5 separate regions of the Mus musculus genome follow, and all the other regions are linked to region 1. The links are chromatin contacts, called in public HiChIP or PLAC-seq and promoter capture Hi-C maps. All regions are on one chromosome and are shown on one strand. Each heading gives the region's core, a stretch centred on a gene start, on an enhancer-like site or on the middle of the called end of the contact. The rest is flanking DNA. Distances are from core to core; before and after follow the strand shown. Region 1 holds the start of Ndufb4 (NADH:ubiquinone oxidoreductase subunit B4). Region 2 holds the start of Maats1 (MYCBP-associated, testis expressed 1). Region 3 holds the start of Nr1i2 (nuclear receptor subfamily 1, group I, member 2). Region 4 overlaps Stxbp5l (syntaxin binding protein 5-like). Region 5 overlaps Gsk3b (glycogen synthase kinase 3 beta).

Region 1 (3,720 bases), core at 635-3,134:
CCACTCACCACCGGCTCAAACACCAAATGATTCAGATTTCTAACGCACTTAGTATTTGTCATCCCCATTCCAAACACAGGTAGCTCTACAAGGCCAGGGACTTCCAGCTGGCTTTGTACTCTCAACTCAGCATCTTCGTCTCATAATAGGTCCTGAGCAGTTATTTTTGACCTAATTAGTTACCCCTAAAGACTAGACAAAGGGTGCACAAGTTTTGGCTGGTAAACGATTAATGGGGCAGCTAAGGAGGCAGGTGTCTCTATTTCTATTAGAGATGCGAAATGGAAACTTCCCTGGGTTACAGAGATCAAAAAACAGACGACTGGGGGTTCAAACTTCACATCTGACTGAGGCCTTACTCTAGTTACTTTTAAAAAGTTAAACAAACAAACAGGCCCCGTGTTGTGGTTCATGCCTTTAATGTGAGCACTCACAAAGCGGAGGCAGGTTGATCTCTGTGAGTTCAAGGCCAGCCTGTTCTACATACTGATTTCCAGGACAGCCAGGGCTGCTGTATATTCAGACCCTGTCTGAAAAAAAAAAAAAAATAGTAACAATCCCATGCTATCTAGCTTATAGTATAGAACAGGTGTATCTCTTTCACCATGTAAACAAAGGTCTGCTTGAGGATACTCTATCTGTGCAGAAGGTAATATAAGTCACACAGACTAGGGTGTGTGACCTGTTTCTGGGTGTCACTGTCCATACAGTCTCATCTAGAAAGCCAAGAGACTAACACAGTAACCTCTGTGAATGACTGCGACATTTAATTTTTTTAAATGTCTTTCAGACCAGGCATGGGTTTCAAGTGGCAGTAACCCCAGTATGTGAGGCTGTGGCTGGAGGACCTGGCATTCTGAGCCACCTGGAGACTAGCATTGAACCTGACCACTTTGTGTAACTTTCCCTTGGTTGTTCTAACTTTCAAAAATGATAGAGAATATGTATGCAATTGTTGGAAAATCTTTATTTAAAAAAAAATCCCATTTGAGATATTTAGACAGCTTTTACAGAAGAAACTGTCTAAAAGCACACTTGCCAAAATATTTTTTTAGTGATGTATGTTACATACATAGTAATGCTACGTACTTTCTTGTTTGATTTCACAAATCTGACGGATGCACACCATTTTCCACGAGAACACAAAAAAGCTATGGTTTGAGAGGGATTACGTAAATTGCCCAGGGATCATAGTTGGTTATTATATGGGGCCATGAGGTCTGCTTCCAAAGCCGAATGCATCAAAGCCTCAGCTTCTATAACACACTTCATTTGAACAACCCCTATTCTCAAGAGAAAGAAAGAAGTGTCCTTGAGAGTTAGGAGCTGAATGGCACAAAACAGCTTTTTATGCAGTACACTTGGGAGAACCGGGCTTGAGCACGCCCTTTTCGAGGAAGATACTGTGCTAGATTAGTCAGTCATGTGTTAATCTGCCTCAAAAGATATGAAGGACCATATTATGGCCATGTTTCAGACAAGAAAGCCGAGACTATGCAGAGTGGAACAAGTTTCTCTAAACCAAGGGGGAAGCCGTCCGATCCCTTTGACCACTGAGCCGAAGGCCGAAGTTGAAGGGCCAAGGGCTGTGCGGCTCGGGGCCGGTGTCCAGCACACGGAGGGAGCTGGGCGGCCCCGCGTGTGCCCACGCGAGATGCGGCTGCCCCGGCCCACAGTCCCGCCCGGCCCCACTCACGATGTGCGACACGCGTTTGGGGTCGTTGTACTGAAGCAGATACTCCCGTTTAAGCCGGGCCCTTATGCTCAAGCGCTCGACCTGCGCCCTTCTGGTCTCCGGAGACACGTCATACTCGGCAGGGTCGAGGGTACTGGGGAGAGTGGCCAGGGGCGCAGGCTTATACTTGGAACCCGACATCTTGACTCCCGGCGCACATCTGCGCCTGCGCGGATATGAGGGCTGCCCTCTCGAGTCTGACCTTCAGGCTCAGGAAGTGCGCCTGCGCGCGCACAAGGCGCTCTGGCAGGAAGGGGCGGGAGAGGGGTGGGGTTCGAGGCTGGGTGGAGCCTTTGCCAATCCTCCTTCACGCCCTCGTCCCGCGTATTCTGCGCGTGCGCACTGCTTCTCGTTTTGCCTCCTCTTGTCTGGTGGTAAACTCCTTTTCTCTCTGTGCTACTACTTGTTTGCAGAACTGATTTCCTGAAGTTGAGTAGACTAGAGGAGACTGGGAAACTGGGTTGTCTGTGACTCCTGAAGTCCTACAGTCCAGGGTGGGTTCTTCCAACCTGGGTGACCTTGTCATTAGTCAAGGTCATTAGTGTCTCCCAAATTTCCTTTTTCTTACCCTGGAGAAATGACCTTGACTCTGCACTCCTAGCAAGGTTGTTGGAATTAAATGAGACATTGAAAACAATGAAATTGCTTTTCAAACATTTCCCTAGCTACGCCCCACCCCAAACAAAAAAGAGAATAAGCTTTCTAAAGGTTACCACTTTAGGACCAATCCACTGTTAACCCCAAAGATGGGAGGAGAAAGACCACCGACTCAGATCATCTCGTCCAGATTAATTAAAGTCAGGTTTTTATTCCTGTACACGAGCTGCCTCCCCCTGCCTCCTCCTAAGGCAAGGTTCATTGGATGTGAGGAAGGCTTTTATAGCTCAGAGGTAGAGGAGTTCTAAATGGGGGATTTGTGGCAAAATAGGAGTTACAGGAGCAGAATATAGGCATAATAAGTTAGTCTCCTGAAACAAAGACACAAAGGCAGTCATAACAGCAGGTAGTCATACAAGGTACCCATACAAACCTTTTGCAAGATAAACATTAACTTTTTGAAACAAAAATGTGAGTGCTATTCCTGGAACAGGCAGTACAGAACCATTTGTAGTTAAGGTTACAGGTGGGGCATAGCCCAATCTTTGATTAATTAACAGCTTTAATTCATCAAGTTAATTTGTTTAACTTAGTTTGTCTTTACTATCAGATGGCTTTTAAACCTAAGATGGAGGCAGACTGGTTCTTCACCACCTAAGTATAAGCTTATCTTTTGAAGACATAAAATACTGTTTAAAAGGAGAGTGGGGTTACAGAGCAAGTTTTACCTGGCTGTAGTAGATCAGAAAATAATAAAGAATGAAACTCCTGAGTAAATACCTTAGTGAAAATGCAAACAAAACAAAACAAAAACACCTCTCTTAAATCCTCAGCACTCCTCAGGTGCTGAAAGTAAAAGACATCCTTTCAGATAGGAAAGTAACAAGCAGAATAACAGTGCATTCCCGCAAACCCTTGGGAGGCTGAGGCAGGAGCTCTGAGCTCAAGGCCGGCCTGGGGTACACCACAAACCTCTGTTTCAAGAGAATAAGAACAGGAAAGATGATTTGGAGAGTAAATGAAGGTAACATGCAGCTCTCAGCATCTCTGCACCTCCCGCTCCCATCCCCCCTCCAATGCTCCACCCCCTGTCACCACCCCTCCTTACTCCCTCCCACTCACACTCCTCACTCCCCCACCCCCACCCCCACACACTATCACTAAGGGGAAAGATCAACTTCAAGGCACACAGCAGGGTCCTTAGCTTCCCATAAAACACTCCTCAGGAGGCAACAATGGAAACAATAACACCAACAAGGAAAGCTAGATCAAAAAAGAGCTTCAACTTGGCTCAAACTTCCGGGGACATGTAGGTATGTGGGGGGAGTGGTTGCTAGGCAGTGACAGGGCCTAGAAAGTGTTGGCACTGAAGTGATGAGCAACAGCAC
Region 2 (3,720 bases), core at 500-2,999, 690 kb after region 1:
TTAAGAGTTGTCCTGGTCATGGTGTCTGTTCACAGCAATAAGATCCTAAGATGGAAGTGTTGTACTGGCTAGTTTTGTGTGTCAATTTGAGTTTAGAGTCATCAGAGAGGAAAGGGCGTCAGTTCAGAAAATGCCTCCATGAGATCCAGACGTAAGGCCTTTTCTCAATTAGTGATCAGTAGGGGAGGGCCCATCCCATGGTAGGTGGTGCCATTTCTGGGCTGGTGGTCCTGTGTTCTATAAGAAAGGAGGCTGAGCAAGCCATGGAGGGCAAGCCATGAAGAGCAAGCCACAGAGAGCAAGCAACAATATCCAAGGCCTCTGCATCAGCTCCTGCCTCCAGTTTCCTGCTCTGCTTGAGTTCCTGTCCTGGCTTCCTTTGGTGATGAACAGCAATGTAGAAGTGTAAGCTAAATAAACCCTTTCCCTCCCAACTTGCTTTTTGATCATGATGTTTTGTCCCAGCAATAGAAAAGCTAACTAAGAGAGCATGCAGTCGGTAATTACACAGCCCAATCCAAGAAAACAGGTTTTCAGAAGAGATTCTGGAGATCCAAAGGAAATACCATAAGGCTGAAAATTATGCAGGGCTCAGGTGACAGCCTGTTTCTACAGAGGGAAAAAATCAGAAAAAGAAAGCATCGTGCTTAAATGGTTGCACTTGTTGTGGTATAAATCCAGTAGTCTAGTTAACACTTTTATACATAATACTGTGTACAGTATTGTAATAGGCTCAAGAGGATGACAGACATGTGTGAACCAGAACTTAAGGTCTGGAGAGGAAGACCACAAATGGAAAATCAGGGCATAACATAAACCGGAATTTAATTGGTCCTAGGGGAATGGGTGCACTGAGTTTATCAACAATGTTTTGATTAACAGAAGGTTGGAGAAAGAGGGGAGGAGGAAGAGGAGGAAACCACTGAAAACAAACATGAAGCCAACTGGAACCTCTTTACCCAGAACCCCAAATTTGGATTTGTCAGAACCTGGGGCAGGAAAATCACTATCACTTTCACTGGACATGTGTGTTTGAATGCATTGCGTGCCTCTCCAGCTCTGCAAATCACTTCACACTTTCTTTCTTTCTTTCTTTCTTTTTTTTTTTTTTTTTTTTTTTTTTTGGTTTTTTTCAAGACAGGGTTTCTCTGTGTAGCCCTGGTTGTCCTGGAACTCACTTTGTAGACCAGGCTGGCCTCGCACTCAGAAATTCACCTGCCTCTGCCTCCCAAGTGCTGGGATTAAAGGCATGCACCACCCGGCTCACTTCACACTTTTATGAATGTGCACCTGAATGATTGAAACCAGACTAGGTTTCAGGAAGATTAAATTATCAGAGGGAAAAGGGGTGACCCCCGTCTGGCACTTGGAGAAGCTGCGCACACCTGTGGCTTCCGAAGTGCTGCAGAGCGCGTGGCCCACAGCGTACTTGGGACTTAGGGCTCCCACCTGTGCGGTCCAGAGCCAGAGGGTTTGTCCTGGAGCTTGTTTTTTAGCACACCCTACCAGGTTACATTAGCTCCCAGGAGGAGTGGGCAGTCCTTACCGTACAGGTAATCGTACGTTCGATTGGCGAATCCGCCCTTGGCCCTCCGCACCTCTCTGCATTGATACGGAATCCTCTGATCATTGGGCCTGGGTTCCTGGATGGTCACTGTCTGGCTCATGGTGCTGCCTTTTTCCCTCCCGCCAGCAGAAAAACAGCTATGGGAGGCTTGGTAGCTGTGTACACCGTAGCTATGGCAACCGCAGAAGCACGCAGGGATAAGGGGCGGGGCGAGTTTCAGGAGGCGGGGAGGCGGGGCGGAGAAGTGAAAGGGCAGGGGGAAAGGCTCTGGGGGCAGTTTGAAGAGGCAGAAAGGAGCGACAGAGTAGATTTTGGGATACAGGGTGAACAAACCTGGCAGAATGAAGAGGCAAGACGTGGGGCGACCTGAGGAGCTGGGTACTGGAAGGGAATAGTCAAGAGAAAGGGAAAATCTAGCATGGAAAGAAGCAGGGCCAGGAAGAAGAGGCTAAGGGATAGGGATTCTGCCCAATAGAGCTGACGTCAGATGCTGGGGAAAGGGCTACTTGAGAAAACCAAGAGCTATTTGCTAGTGACCGCCCTTGCCGCCAGTATCTTCTAGAAATCCATGGGAAATCTCTTCACCTGCTAGAATTGGGTACTTTCATTTCTTCTTTTCCTTTCCCTTTCCTTTTCCTTCTTTTCTTTCTTTCTTTCTTTCTTTCTTTCTTTCTTTCTTTCTTTCTTTCTTTCTTTCTTTCTTTCTCCTTCCTTCCTTTCTTCCTTTCTTTCTTTCTTTCCTTCTTTCTTTTTGGTTTTTCGAGACAGGGTTTCTCTGTGTAGCTCTGGCTATCCTGGAACTCACTTTGTAGACCAGGCTGTCCTCGAACTCAGAAATCCCGCCTGCCTCTGCCTCCCAAATGCTGGGATTAAAGGCGTGCACCACCAAGCCTGGCGGTACTTTCATTTCTGAAAGCCTCTTTCCACAAGGTGGAGAAATCCAAGTTCCTGTGTGTTGGGCCTTGGAGCAGTATAAAAGCGGACATTGGCTTCTGTAATAGGAACTCTATCTCCAGGCTGCTGCTCTTGGTATTATGGTGCATGCGTAGTCTCTGCTTTAAATAGATAAATAAATAAATAAATCCTGCAATGAAAACTAGAGAGGCAGAAATGGGTCAGCTTTTGCCCATGATCCATTCTTCTTTTAAAAAGAAATTTCATAGTATCATTTTACCTTAAAATTAGCCAACGCCTCGAACTAATATTGTTCATTTATTTATTCATTCATTATTTTTGTGGCATTGGGAATTGAATTTAGGGTCTCACATATGCTATAAGCACTCTACTACTGAGATACACACTAGTCCAAAATAATCTCGCTATTATCACTAACAAAGTTAATTCTAATCTTTTTTTTTAAGATTTATTTATTATTATATGTAAGTACACTGTAGCTGTCTTCAGACACCCCAGAAGAAGGCATCAGATCTCATTAGGGATGGTTGTGAGACACCATGTGGTTGCTGGGATTTGTACTCAGGACCTTCGGAAGAGCAATCAGTGCTCTTAACCGCTGAGCCATCTCTCCAGCCCAATTCTAATCATGTTGAGAGAACTCTACACAGGGGCTGATTCCCTTTGTCTTATAAGGGAGGGGCCACTGTCTGTCCTTGACTCTGAGTAGGAAAGAGTGATGGGTGATAGAGACAGTGATAGAGACAGTGTTGCCCTTTAAGCCAAAGGGAGTGAGACATTCTTAGTTCTTGTCCTTAAGAATTTTGTACTATTTGGTCTTTTTCACATTGCCCATGGGAAATGAGATTCTGGAAACTTGTATAATGCCCTGCTGCAAGTGATAAAATGTCCTTTATCTGTAGCCCAGGAGTTTGATAGTTTCAGCCATCACATATGAACTGGCTTGCAAATGTGGTAAAACTCAGACTTTCCAGGCATCCAGAAATCAGAGAACATTGTATGATATGTATTTTCCCAGAGGAAATGGAAAGCTTTTTTTTTTCCTTTTTTTAAATTCAGAGGCAGACATGCAAATACTATGTGCACGCACACACGATAGTACATGTGTGGAGTTGTTAACTGCATACTACCATCTGAGTCCTGAGACTGAAGGCAGGTCATCAGGCTCAGTGACTTGTGTCTTTACCCACTAAGCTGTCTCTCAGGCCCTTCAATTTAACATCTTACCATAGCTCTTC
Region 3 (3,720 bases), core at 806-3,305, 640 kb after region 1:
GAGGGAGAATGGGATAGGGTGTTTCCAGGAGGGAGGGAAACCGGGAAAGGGGATAATATTTGAAATGTAAATAAAGAAAATATCCAATTTTAAAAAGAAGAAAGAAACAAAGGTTGTAAGAAGCAGAAGTAGTGAACATGTACAGGGAAGTCATCAAGCGTGAAGACCTAAGCTCCTTCCCTGGAACCCACATGGTGGAAGGAGAGGATGGACTTCTGCCATTTATCCTCCGACCTCCCACACGCATGCCATGGCAGGTATGCTCGCACATACATACACACTGAATAGATGCTTGTAACAAAAACTTTAAAAATAAACACTTAAATCCTAAAGCAGTTAAACAGGGCAAGGTTCTATGTGGATGGGGAAGATCTCTAAGTCCTGCACGGTGGAAAAATCACATGGCAGTTGGGTTGGTTTGTACGTGAACACAGACATAGATGCAAAGACTGTGGTCTGGTATACACACACCATGCCAGTTGCTTTGGTGGGAGACAGGGACTAGGAGAAGCAGTTAGCTGTATTTACACTGCATTTTACTGAGCATGCAATCAGTCATGAGTCGCTTGACAGTTTAAACAGTGGCCACCTACAAAACCAGTCTAATTGGCTTTGCAGTGGTCGACTGTGTTTATTTCCCAGTCATTTAGCATCAGGCAGATTGCCTGTAGACGAGTCGGCGACATCTTCTATGTAGAACCATTTGCTTCCGCTGTTATGGGGCAAAACCAGCCTCACGACTTTGTGTTTTAGTACGACTTTATTGATTAAAAAAAAAAATAGCTGATGGGCCAGATTTGGCCCATGAGCTATAACTTGGTGATCCCAGTTTAGATTACATTTATTATATAAATAAAGCATTTTTAAGCAAGTATTTTTGTGTATTCAAAAAAGTCTATTAATGAACAGGGTAAGCCAGGCTTCAGAGGCCTTACTTGGAATACTTTAGACTCTGGCCAAGTCATTAGAGACCAAGGATTCCTCTCAGTGTAGATAATTCAGCCACTTTTCATCTGTGTGGTGGTCCTTTGCCTTCCCGGCAGCAATGAAAAACAGTCATGCACGTGCAAGGGACAATGCCACACCTGAAGCACAGAGGGAAGGTTTGGTGGCCTTGAAGGCATCTCCTAAGGTAGCTCCTGGATGTGGAGGAGCCTTAAAGCCATGTCTCTAGCCTGCGCCTCGGGCTGTTGTATGGAGCAGAGATGGGACCTAGGGTACTGAACATAACGGGAATGACTCTGACAAACAGAGTCTAAAGCCGACCACTGTACACGGATATAGTGTGTACTGAGACACCGCTAATGAGAATGTGAGGCCTCGTGACCATCCTGCCGCTGTCTATGTCCCCGGGGGCTGCCAGCACTAACCTGACAAGCTCTGGGAGCCAGTGCTAATAGTTCCTGATTCTCATGGTCTTCAGCAGCGGTGTTTCCTAGGTCAGGGACTCCAACCCTGTCACAGAAGGGGCTCGGCTGCCTATCTAATGCCCGATGTCACATACACAAGGCTTCTGTTGTGATGCTTCCTGGCAACACAAGTGTAGGCCAGGTAGCAGAGCACCTTGGCTCCACAACTGTCTTCATGCTTTGTTTGACCCAGGAAGGAGAAGAGGAGAGAAAAAGGTGTCATTGTCCTCCATACTCCTTCACATTGCTGACCTCCGACCTCATTTGTATCCCCCTCAGCCTTCTGTTCAGAGGCAGAGGGCATCTGACTCTTAGAAAGAGAAAGAAGGAAAGATCATACCTGTCTGGGGGCCACTGCTTTTGTTGGATTTCCCCCTTGGGGTCCACCTTGAAGAATCAGGAACGATGGTTCTGCCCAGAGCTCAGCACACCTGCCGTGGCTACCTGGCTGCACATGGAGATCTCAGCTTAAGTCCTCAGTGTTTCCTATGAGCCAAGGTCAGGCCCCTAGGGAGAGGCTGACCATCCAAGTAGACAAAAGAGCAGTATCTATCCCCGATTCTCACCCTCAGCTAACCTTAGGCTATGTTGTCCACAGGCATAGGAACCATACTTGTTCTTGCCCACAGTACACCCCAGGTCCAATGTAGTAAGGGGCCCCAGTTGGCACTCCCAAGTCCCAAGTCCAGCACCCGAGCTAGCAATGACCAGATTACCGTATTTACTCTTGTTATATCCCCTTCCTATTTTTTTCATAGTTGTCTTCACTGTAAAACATGTAAGGGAGGGGAAGTGTGTTTTAAGTGTTTGCTCTAAGTAATTCTGGGCCAATGTTTGCCTCTCTGAGGGTGATTTTGCCTCTAGAGGTAAAGTGCCTTTGAATCTATAGCTCCTAACACTTTTTTTCCCTAAGTTAATTTCCTGGACAGAAGCAGTTTACGTGAAAGTAAGGAAAAGGCCACACACATGACACTGGCTTGTTGATATGAGAGAGAGGGAGGAAATAGCTTCGAGACAGGTATGACCTTGCAGTTCCAACCACAGGACAGAAAGCTGGCTGGGACTACCAGGAACTGTCTGAGAGTTTTCTCTTCTCTCGGACCCTTCTAGAAGCTTCCTGTCTAGTGGGCTCTGGGGTAGCAGGACATCATCGGGGTGTCCTTGGCCCTGGGGGCTTGCATATCTGGGAAGCCTGACAAGGGACACTTATTTCCACGAGTGGAAGCAGGTCTTTTTTTTTTCTGTACTGAGATGAATGGGCAGGATTCCAGAATGGGCAGGGCACCTCACCAGAAGTCCTGGGGTCACGGGTAAATTATTACAGCTTTTATCATCTCTCGGGGCTCTTCTGGCATACAAAGGTCTCTATTCACCTCTCCTATAAAAATGGCAAGTTATTTACAGCAGAAACAGGGAATCCAGGACAAATGAGGAACTTCCCAAAGGAGAGAAATGCTCTTCGGTTCCTGAGGGATTGTCTGGTCTCTCTTCCTCTGCAGATGCTGTCCTGAGCTCTAGGTGGCATAAGAAGACTGCAGGGCTGCCAGGCATCAACATTTATCTGGGTAGGGCTTTATTTGGAAGCCAGTTTAAACACCCAGTTTGTGGTAGTTACTAAGAACCCCAGACTGGAGGCCCAGAGAGGACCTGAGTCACTCCCACGCATGGCTGGAAAGGAGGAGAAACTGGAGTCCTGACCTCTGCTCAAACTTTCTTCCCCTGCAACCAGCACTAGGAGCTCCTGAACCATCCACCAGAGGCAAGCCTAGGCAGTCAGCGTCCTTGGTCAATTTTATAAAAACATAAACAAAACCATAAATTAAAAAAAAAAAAGAAAAGAAAAAGGAAAACTCAGATAGCCAACTAAATTCATGACACACTAATGGTGCAAGTTCAGGTGAAGCCAAAGGAAGGGAGCAGGGTGGTCCAAGGACCTCCAGGGCACAGAGGTGCCATGGGGTAGACTCAGAGGGGTGATCTCCTCTTTGGTTTTTATTTTTGTTCTGTTGTGGTGGTTGTTTGGGGGGGACATATGCCCTACTTTTCTTTCTGTTCCTGTGATAAATACCATGATCAAAAGCAACTTAGGGGCCGGGTGTGGTGGCACACGCCTTTAATCCTAGCACTCGGGAGGCAGAGGCAGGCGGATTTCTGAGTTCGAGGCCAGCCTGGTCTACAAATGAGTTCCAGGACAGCCAGAGCTACACAGAGAAACCCTGTCCCGAAAAACCAAAAAAAAAAAAAAAAAAAAAAAAAAAAAGCAACTTAGGGGAGGGAAGGTTTATTTAACTTGCTCTTCCAGGACACCATC
Region 4 (3,720 bases), core at 850-3,349, 540 kb before region 1:
ATCATAATCCAGTGGGAAACCACACTCGAGTTTTGATAATTGCTCCATTTATGTCATGACATCTATGGCAAAATGTTTCAATCTATGATCATGTATTACATGCAGTTGTCATGGATTTTGGCTTCCTAGATCTGGAATATCTGTCTTTCCTCATCTTTTGTTATACCAAACTTCCTAGGGGGCAGCCGTATTTAGAAATTGCCAAGTGTAGTTCTATTTAACATTTCCACAGGACGAGACCTAGCTTGCATCTTGGCAGGGATGCTGTGTTCTTGTCAAAGGCAGAACAGGATGTTGATTTGCCCCATCACTGGTGACAGGACTTTGGTCCCTCAATAACAAATATGGTATCTTCCATGTTTTTTTGGTGTAAATGTCTTTTAATGTTTAACAGTTTTGAAGACACTTGGAGATGATGTAAATCATTCTCTACTGAGATCCTACTTCACCCCATTAGCTTGAGCACTAACTGGTATATACCGCCCAACATATTATAACAATGGTTATCTAACAGCAACTTTTAAATTCCATTTACACTTATTAGCTGGCATTTGATTGTGTGAATAACTTTCTCTCTTCCATATTTACTTATTATCAGTGTGAATTCATGGGTTCCTATTTTATTCTATTACTATGTTTTATAGTTAAATTATCCTTGACTTGGCCTGTGTAAGCTCTTTCAAGCTGTTTTTGAGTGCTTCTGAAACGTAGCTATCTTTCATCGAATACTTCACCTTCTGATACAGACTATATTCCAGAATTGAACCAGTCACTCTTCATGATGCTCTAGCCCATTAGCAGGAAAGAATACTTGGAAATCATAATCCAGCATTAATTGTCTTGATTGCTTTGTATCTTTCTGTCTATTCAGTGTTCAGAATTAGGAAATATTTATATACAACATATACACACCTTTTCAGCATGCATACACACACATATAATATATATTTATATGTGTATCTATGTATATAGCTATTTATATAGATACAATTATATAAATATGTATAGTATATATATATATGTATATATATATATATGGACAATCATGTTCACACTGATAACCAATTGTATTCGACATTACAAGAGTTTTCCTACCTTTTCTTCTTTAAGAAGTTTTATTATTTTAAATTGAGACATAATAACTATACTGACAGGGAATATTTGATAGTCCTGTACATCCTTAGCATAATCACCCCCTCAACTGTCACCTCTTTGTGGTGGAACACTTAAAAGTCCTCTTCTTTATCCATTTTGAGCATAAAAGTTACAGCCCCAGTTACCGTGCTATATGTAGAAGCACCAAAATTTAAAGCATTTTAGGTTTTTCTTTTAATTGTATACCCTTCTGCAGTCTCTGTGAGAAACTTGGCTCCCATGTCCTCAATGAATTTATTTAAATGCTCAATTCCTTGAATGTGGCCACCCTCCAGAACCAAAGGGGTTGCCTCTGCCCTGCTTCAAAGACGACCTCAAATTCCAAGGTCACTGACCAGGGAAGTCTCAGCTGCCCCTCCCCCCGCTCAGCTCTGTGGGTGCACCTCTTACTTCACCCCTGTGGTACCCACTTCTATGTGAGCTTGCCACTGCTAACCTGCCCCAGTGCTGGGCTTGCCCTTTAAATAGAGCAGATGGCAGGAGCGGCTTGAGGAAGGAAGTCCTGTTGAATGGGAGTGAGGGAGCAGGGGAGGCAGGAACGGAATGACAGAGGAAGGGAGACGAGGGGGGGGGGGAAGCAGAAGAAAATGGAGAACAGAGTTTTGTGGACTTATGTTGTCATCACAGAAAGACAAACTGATTCTGCTGAGACAGATCTGAAATAGAGACTAGCATTTATATTTTAAAAGGCCCTATACCTTTTTCTTTTACTCAAAAGTATTTTTTAGCCCAAGGCTAGTTGTCGTTCCTTTCAGCTATAGAAGAAAGCTTGTGGTGGAGGAAGAATTTTCCTAAGATAATTAGAACTTTGGAAGAAGAATACGATCAGTTGGCTAAGGCCACCATATAGGAAAATACCAGAAGGAGAATCAACCAGCTGGTGAGAGCAGAGCAAATCAGAGGATTCCATGACCACTAGATGGAAGCATAAACTCACAGCAGACTCATTCTTCCAGCTTGAGCTGTAAAAGCAGGAAGGCGGTCAAGGCCACCCTGAGGTGTAAGTCCTTGCACCACCACAGTGTCTTGTGGGCACTGTTATCAAGTTTGCCTTTATATTTATTCCACCGCAGGTCCCAGTTAATCAATAGCCTTACAGTTTGTCTTTAAATTTTCACTAAACTCTTACACATGTCTGCAATTTGATAGAAAATCTGAATAGGTATTTCTAACCCGAGTCAATCCATAAATTTAAACAGAATCTGTATACATCTAGGGAACTTAGATTTTGTTTTCTGCTTTTTGCTCAATTCAGTGTGTTCTCTTCATCCCCTCCATGTCTTTTAAAAACATCCATTCTTGGTAAAACTACAGTTAACACTTTGCAAATGAATGTTTTACCTCTATATATTTAATCTTGGCAAAAATCATTAGTATATGACATCATGACATAAGAGAGCATCTATGTACAAACATATACAATTTTATTGATATCTCTACAGACTACAAGAATTTTAGGTATAGTCACAATTGCTGAATGCAACAGAAAAATAGTAATTTGTCCTTTTCTGAAAAGATGCAAAAATTCTGAAGATGAGAGAAAGATTCATCAATGGTGTCACCTGTCTGTTATTTCCTAGAGTAAAACATCGCATAATTCAGTACTAAACGTGATAGGTTATTAGAGATTTTTGATACTGTGTACAACTATCCAAAACCACCACCTAGTTCATCTTCTGGCTTTGCTGTTGAGAACAGTGGGCCAAGATGAGAGGGGAAGTGGCGTGAGGGAGAGGACTCGGAGTGTTTTTGTGTCATTGCCTCCCACTGGCTGGACTCTTTCTTGCTGGAGTGTGAGCACTTTTTCAGGGCACTTGTTCTCAGATTATGATTTTTCCATTTATGCACATACCCCATAAGTCAAAGAACAAATTCAAGTGGCCCTGGGAGCTTTAGGAATAGCAATAAAACAAGGAAGAGTTGTTCTCCCTGTTTGCTAACCTCAGGTCCAGCAGGACACCCACAGCAGAGCAGGCGCCTCTCAACATGTCTGCTCCTGGAGAAGGGTGCCTAATAAACTTCAGAGGATTTAGTGAGTGTTTTGGGGAATTTCCAATGTCTAGATATTGAGATTAATTTTACCATTTAGCCTTTTATACTGCTGATTTTATGATATTTCTAGTGTCTTATCTAAAAGACAGTCAAAATTTACATCCTTGACTTAAATAACTGAAATCAAGTCACACAGTAATATTACAGAGTTACAAAGACTTAGTGGAGTTGACTGGTTAGAAATGTACACTCACTTTTGTTCTGTGAGAGTCACAGAATAAATGCCAATCAAGATAAGACTGTCTCTTTTACATTCTGTCTTCCCCGGTCCCTAGGAAGGGGCTAAGAATCAGCCAATGAAGGCAAGAGTCTTTCTTAGTCAGTTCATAAAGCAGTGGTTACCCAAGGTTGGCTGGACACTGGACCCATGTTTAGAGCTTTCAAGAATACTGAGTTCCTTTCCCAGTCTAAGACATTTTGAAATCATTGGAATTTTAAAAATCTCAAATGACTGTTATATACAGCCAAGGCTGACTATCACTCTTCCAGAAAAAAAATATTAATAAAGGCATT
Region 5 (3,720 bases), core at 359-2,858, 530 kb after region 1:
GCTGGCCTGGAACTCACAGAGATCCTCCTGCCTCTGCTTCATGAGCCCGAGCTCTGGGCTTGAGGCATGTACCTCACTGCTCCAACCCAAGATTCTTAGCAGGGACTTCAGATATTTAAACCAAGATAGAATCTGTCTCTCAACTCCAACTTAATTTATTGATGATGATTTTAATATGAGACCAGTCAACACAATTTTGTAGCCATGCTGCTTTGAGTTCAGGCTGTGCAGAAAGCTAATATATCCAGAGTTACAAAAAACACACACATATTTTTTTTTCCTTTGATACTTTCAGTTTTGCAAGCTATTTTGAAATCTACCCAGTCCCTGCCACAACTACTTGATTCTTGTCATTTTAGCCCCCAAACAGCAATAGGCAGTGTTTACTTGGTGGAGTATAGCTGTGTTTATAAAGATAATTAGCATCGTTTGTTTCCCCTGTGCTGATGAGAGTGGCAGACTTAGTATTCCAGTTGACTATGGAAGAAGAAAGACCATCAAAAAAGATATTTTTGGCTCTGTGGAATGCTCTGAACCCATATCTTAAATATAGGGTTTTCTCTCTGTTGTTTCAGTCTTCATTTAAAAGATAAGAAACATATACTTGTTTTTAGTCACAGAGTGGGAGAGTAGAGCAGAGAGTTCCACATGGGTAACTTTGTACCTTCACCTACCCCTCCCTCCTGTAGCATCTCTGATCCATAGGAGATGCACCCAAAACACTGACTCAGACTCCAGTTTGATAAGGTGGAATTGTGAACAGTTTCACCACTCAGTAACCAATAGTAATCCTTAACCTCATTGTTCTCCCTCAGTTTACCCAACTGGTGCTGTTCAGAGAACAGGGTGTGGCTAGTGATTTCTTCTCTTTCCTGTACCTCCTTTCCTTCTCTTGACCTTGAACTCTTGTCTTTATGATGCTACACTGGAGACTAATTGACAAGCTTTTGGGTATGACCTCATTGCCATAAGTTTGTTATATTAGTGATCTGTAGCCTTTCAGAAAAACAAAACATTTGTATGGAGGCTATAGTGTTTCAAAGAATGCTTAGTTCATCCTTTCTTATGAGCTGAAGAAACTGAAGCCGGGACATATCATCAGTCATACACATCACTTGGCAGCAGAGCCTGGGCTAGCAACCTGGTTTCTTGGCTTTTGACTCAATGCATCTTCAAGCAATTTTTCCACATAGGAGAAAAGACATTGATGTTTTTTTAACCTAAAAAATAATAAACATTATAATAAATGATAAGCTATCATAACACAGTATAAGCAACATGATGGGACTCTTAACTATACTGGGATTATAAAGTATGGTAGGTGCATTTGTTCAGCTCTATTCATGTTCAAAAGTAATTTTGTGTAATTAAAATTAACCATATGAAGCTTTTCTTTAAACATCTGAATAAGAGGTGTATAGAAAATTTGCTCTCACTTGAATACCTAAGATCAGTCTCTAATCTGTTTTTGTTCTTTTGTTCTTAAAAACCTTACAGAAAGATGAGGTCTACCTTAACCTGGTGCTGGACTATGTTCCGGAGACAGTGTACAGAGTCGCCAGACACTATAGTCGAGCCAAGCAGACACTCCCTGTGATCTATGTCAAGGTACGTGACGACGGAACGAACCCCTTCTAGTTTCCAGAACATTTTGTGTGAGCCATGGGTAAGGTTGGGATGTGTCAACCCCATTGACACTGGTTACTCCTTGTAAAAACAGCAAGCTTTAGATTGTGTTGAATTCTTACACAGTTTTATAGCATGGAGTCCTCTTAAGGCTTTCATTACTCTGCAGCGGAAAAAGGTACTTGCTGTGCAAGGCTGATAACCGGGTTCTGTTCCTGGAACCTACTCAGGTAGAAGAGAAGCAGCTGCCTGAAGTTGTCCTTAACCGTCCACGTGTGTGGCTCGTGCCCCTGCACACACATGCTCATGTGATAATTGAATTGAGATAAATCTTCTGATAAAATAGAGTAAAGTTCACTTAAGGATTTGAATTGTGTTAGCCCTTGTGTGTGTGCTGTGGGGAGGTGAAGCTCAGGTGAAGGCCGGAGGCAGACACTGTGCTTTTTTTTCACCTTTCCTTTGAACTGGTCTCTTCCTGACCCCTATATAAGCTTTTAGTTGGGGCTTGTCTCAGTCGCTCTTCCTACCCAGGGCTGGGCTGGCAGCCAAGTGTACCTACTCTCAACTTTGTTCATGGTGCTGGAGATTCAGGGTGGGGTTTTGGTGTTTGTACAGCAAATACTCTTACCAGTGAGACATCTCCCAACCCCATAGCTTTGTTTTCATTTTCGATGTCTTCATTGTGCCACATACCAAAACAAACCACTAAATAAATGTAGAGTTCATTTCATATTCATTTGTAATGCTTTATTACCATTTGTAGATATATTTGTTGCATTCATCGTAGAGATTTAAACTGTCAGTTTTAAACAGATTATATTATTTAGTTTTTGGTATCGAATATTAATTCCCTCTTTTTTTTAAATGTAACTACAGCAGTGTAGCTAGGGATTTATATAGTATAGTCCTAGTTACAGTTGTGGTAGATGATTGGAAGCATATATTTTTCTTTTTAGAGGTGAGATAGGGGAGGGATGGATAGGGTCTTACCCTGTAGTTCAGACCACCCTGGAACTTTTGATACTTGTAGCAGGTCTCCTGCTTCAGCTTCCTGAGTGCTGAGATTATAAGTGTGAATTACCAAATCTAGTTAGAAACATATATTTAATATCTGTGCTGTTAAACTAGGAGTTAGGTTTGTTTTTCTGTTTCTCAATGACAGCAGTCTAATTCCATATTTACCCCGCAGCTGACATGGAGCTGACTTGGAGAGGTCACAATGCTGCCACTTCCAACTCAAAGTCATTTACAGCAGGGGGAGGGAGCATACTGACAGGAATGTGGGCTTCCAAACTCTCTGGGGATCCTGAGTAAATCATCTTAGGGCCATGGAGAGAGGAAGATTATTATTCATGTGGGGTCCTGAATGGGTCCAGACTTTTCCCAGAACAAGATTTAGTCCCTCCTTTTGTCCTTTATGGGTTTTCTAGCAAGTTCTAGCGTCAGGTAGTAGAGCAGACAGCTGTGGAAAGTAATGATACAGAGCTGCCATTCTTTCTTAGAAGTTTATTTTTAATTGAGAAAAATGTTAAAAGGACAAGGTATAAGTGCATAGAGAGTTGAATTTAATTTAATTCCAAAATGCTGACATAAAGATGTTATGTATACATTTTTGTCATGGTTCATTTTGAAGGCTTTAACTTGTGTAGCTTGATTTAAATTAACATTAAACCTGTCTAGTCTTAGCACTTTTCTCACACCTCTGAAGGAAAGTAGCTTTCATGTTAATTTCAGTAGTGTCAGTCCTAAGCAATACAGTCTGAAAAGATGGTGTCTTTGTCAGTACTTCTTCTGTTTTTCCTAATTAGACAAGAGGGTTTTTTATTTCCACCGTATTAACTAGGGAATAGAGCTCAGAAAGTAAGCACGTAGAACAAATTGAAGGTGAATCAGGTGGAGAAGGTGTCACATGTCTATAATCTCAGCACTTTAGAGGATGACAGGATCAGGGTCAGGCTGTATTCGATTAGGAGTCTGTCCTGAGAGAGTAAAAATAAGTAAAGAAGGAAGGAAGGAAGGAAGGAAGGAAGGAAGGAAGGAAGGAAGGAAGGAAGATTGAAGGTTCTTGGTTCCTGTTTCAAAGCTTTAAAACAA

The links. Promoter capture Hi-C pulls out the DNA fragments that hold promoters and counts their contacts. HiChIP or PLAC-seq counts read pairs in DNA pulled down with a chosen protein or histone mark.
Region 2: a promoter capture Hi-C map of pre-B cells shows a contact between it and region 1, with 4 times the contacts expected there. The contact joins the promoter of Maats1 here to the promoter of Ndufb4 in region 1. A contact is called at or near these places in 9 of 39 promoter capture datasets (the 3T3-L1 cell line, 3T3-L1-derived adipocytes, the C10 cell line and 5 more), 2 of 484 Hi-C or Micro-C datasets (CD4 T cells and CD8 T cells) and 1 of 9 other capture datasets (liver).
Region 3: a promoter capture Hi-C map of the 3T3-L1 cell line shows a contact between it and region 1, with 2.4 times the contacts expected there. The contact joins the promoter of Nr1i2 here to the promoter of Ndufb4 in region 1. A contact is called at or near these places in 5 of 39 promoter capture datasets (the 3T3-L1 cell line, liver and pre-B cells).
Region 4: a contact with region 1 is called in an H3K27ac HiChIP or PLAC-seq map of neural progenitor cells, with 7 times the contacts expected there. The contact joins the enhancer-like site here to the promoter of Ndufb4 in region 1. A contact is called at or near these places in 15 of 39 promoter capture datasets (the 3T3-L1 cell line, 3T3-L1-derived adipocytes, the HPC-7 cell line and 9 more), 4 of 484 Hi-C or Micro-C datasets (CD4 T cells, CD8 T cells, embryonic fibroblasts and 1 more) and 15 of 115 datasets of contacts at active chromatin or transcription factors (acute myeloid leukemia, double positive thymocytes, embryonic forebrain and 8 more).
Region 5: a contact with region 1 is called in a promoter capture Hi-C map of liver, with 2.2 times the contacts expected there. The contact joins the enhancer-like site here to the promoter of Ndufb4 in region 1. A contact is called at or near these places in 5 of 39 promoter capture datasets (3T3-L1-derived adipocytes, the SN4741 cell line, liver and 1 more), 3 of 115 datasets of contacts at active chromatin or transcription factors (embryonic stem cells, large pre-B cells and pro-B cells) and 2 of 9 other capture datasets (adipose tissue and liver).

What each region holds. Positions count from the first base shown.
Region 1 is chr16:37,652,484-37,656,203 of GRCm38.p6, forward strand. It overlaps Ndufb4 (NADH:ubiquinone oxidoreductase subunit B4), which reads right to left and starts at 1,885. Exons shown (of 3, transcript NM_026610.1): 1 at 1,697-1,885. The coding sequence starts at 1,876.
Region 2 is chr16:38,340,111-38,343,830 of GRCm38.p6, forward strand. It overlaps Maats1 (MYCBP-associated, testis expressed 1), which reads right to left and starts at 1,750. Exons shown (of 17, transcript NM_001081025.1): 1 at 1,547-1,750. The coding sequence starts at 1,667.
Region 3 is chr16:38,292,769-38,296,488 of GRCm38.p6, forward strand. Nr1i2 (nuclear receptor subfamily 1, group I, member 2) reads right to left here and starts at 2,056. Exons shown (of 9, transcript NM_010936.3): 1 at 1,750-2,056.
Region 4 is chr16:37,107,377-37,111,096 of GRCm38.p6, forward strand. Stxbp5l (syntaxin binding protein 5-like) reads right to left here. Exons shown (of 28, transcript NM_172440.3): 28 at 1-3,720. Among named protein-coding and RNA genes, the nearest start is that of Polq, 97 kb to the left of the region's middle. Within about 2 kb of position 2,100, at least 10 of the 459 cell types and tissues checked have an H3K27ac peak or open chromatin away from gene starts, as enhancers often do. A contact at or near this core is called in neural progenitor cells, where this site is marked.
Region 5 is chr16:38,182,938-38,186,657 of GRCm38.p6, forward strand. It overlaps Gsk3b (glycogen synthase kinase 3 beta), which reads left to right. Exons shown (of 11, transcript NM_019827.7): 4 at 1,498-1,608. Among named protein-coding and RNA genes, the nearest start is that of Gm25617, 27 kb to the left of the region's middle. Within about 2 kb of position 1,609, at least 27 of the 459 cell types and tissues checked have an H3K27ac peak or open chromatin away from gene starts, as enhancers often do. A contact at or near this core is called in liver, where this site is marked.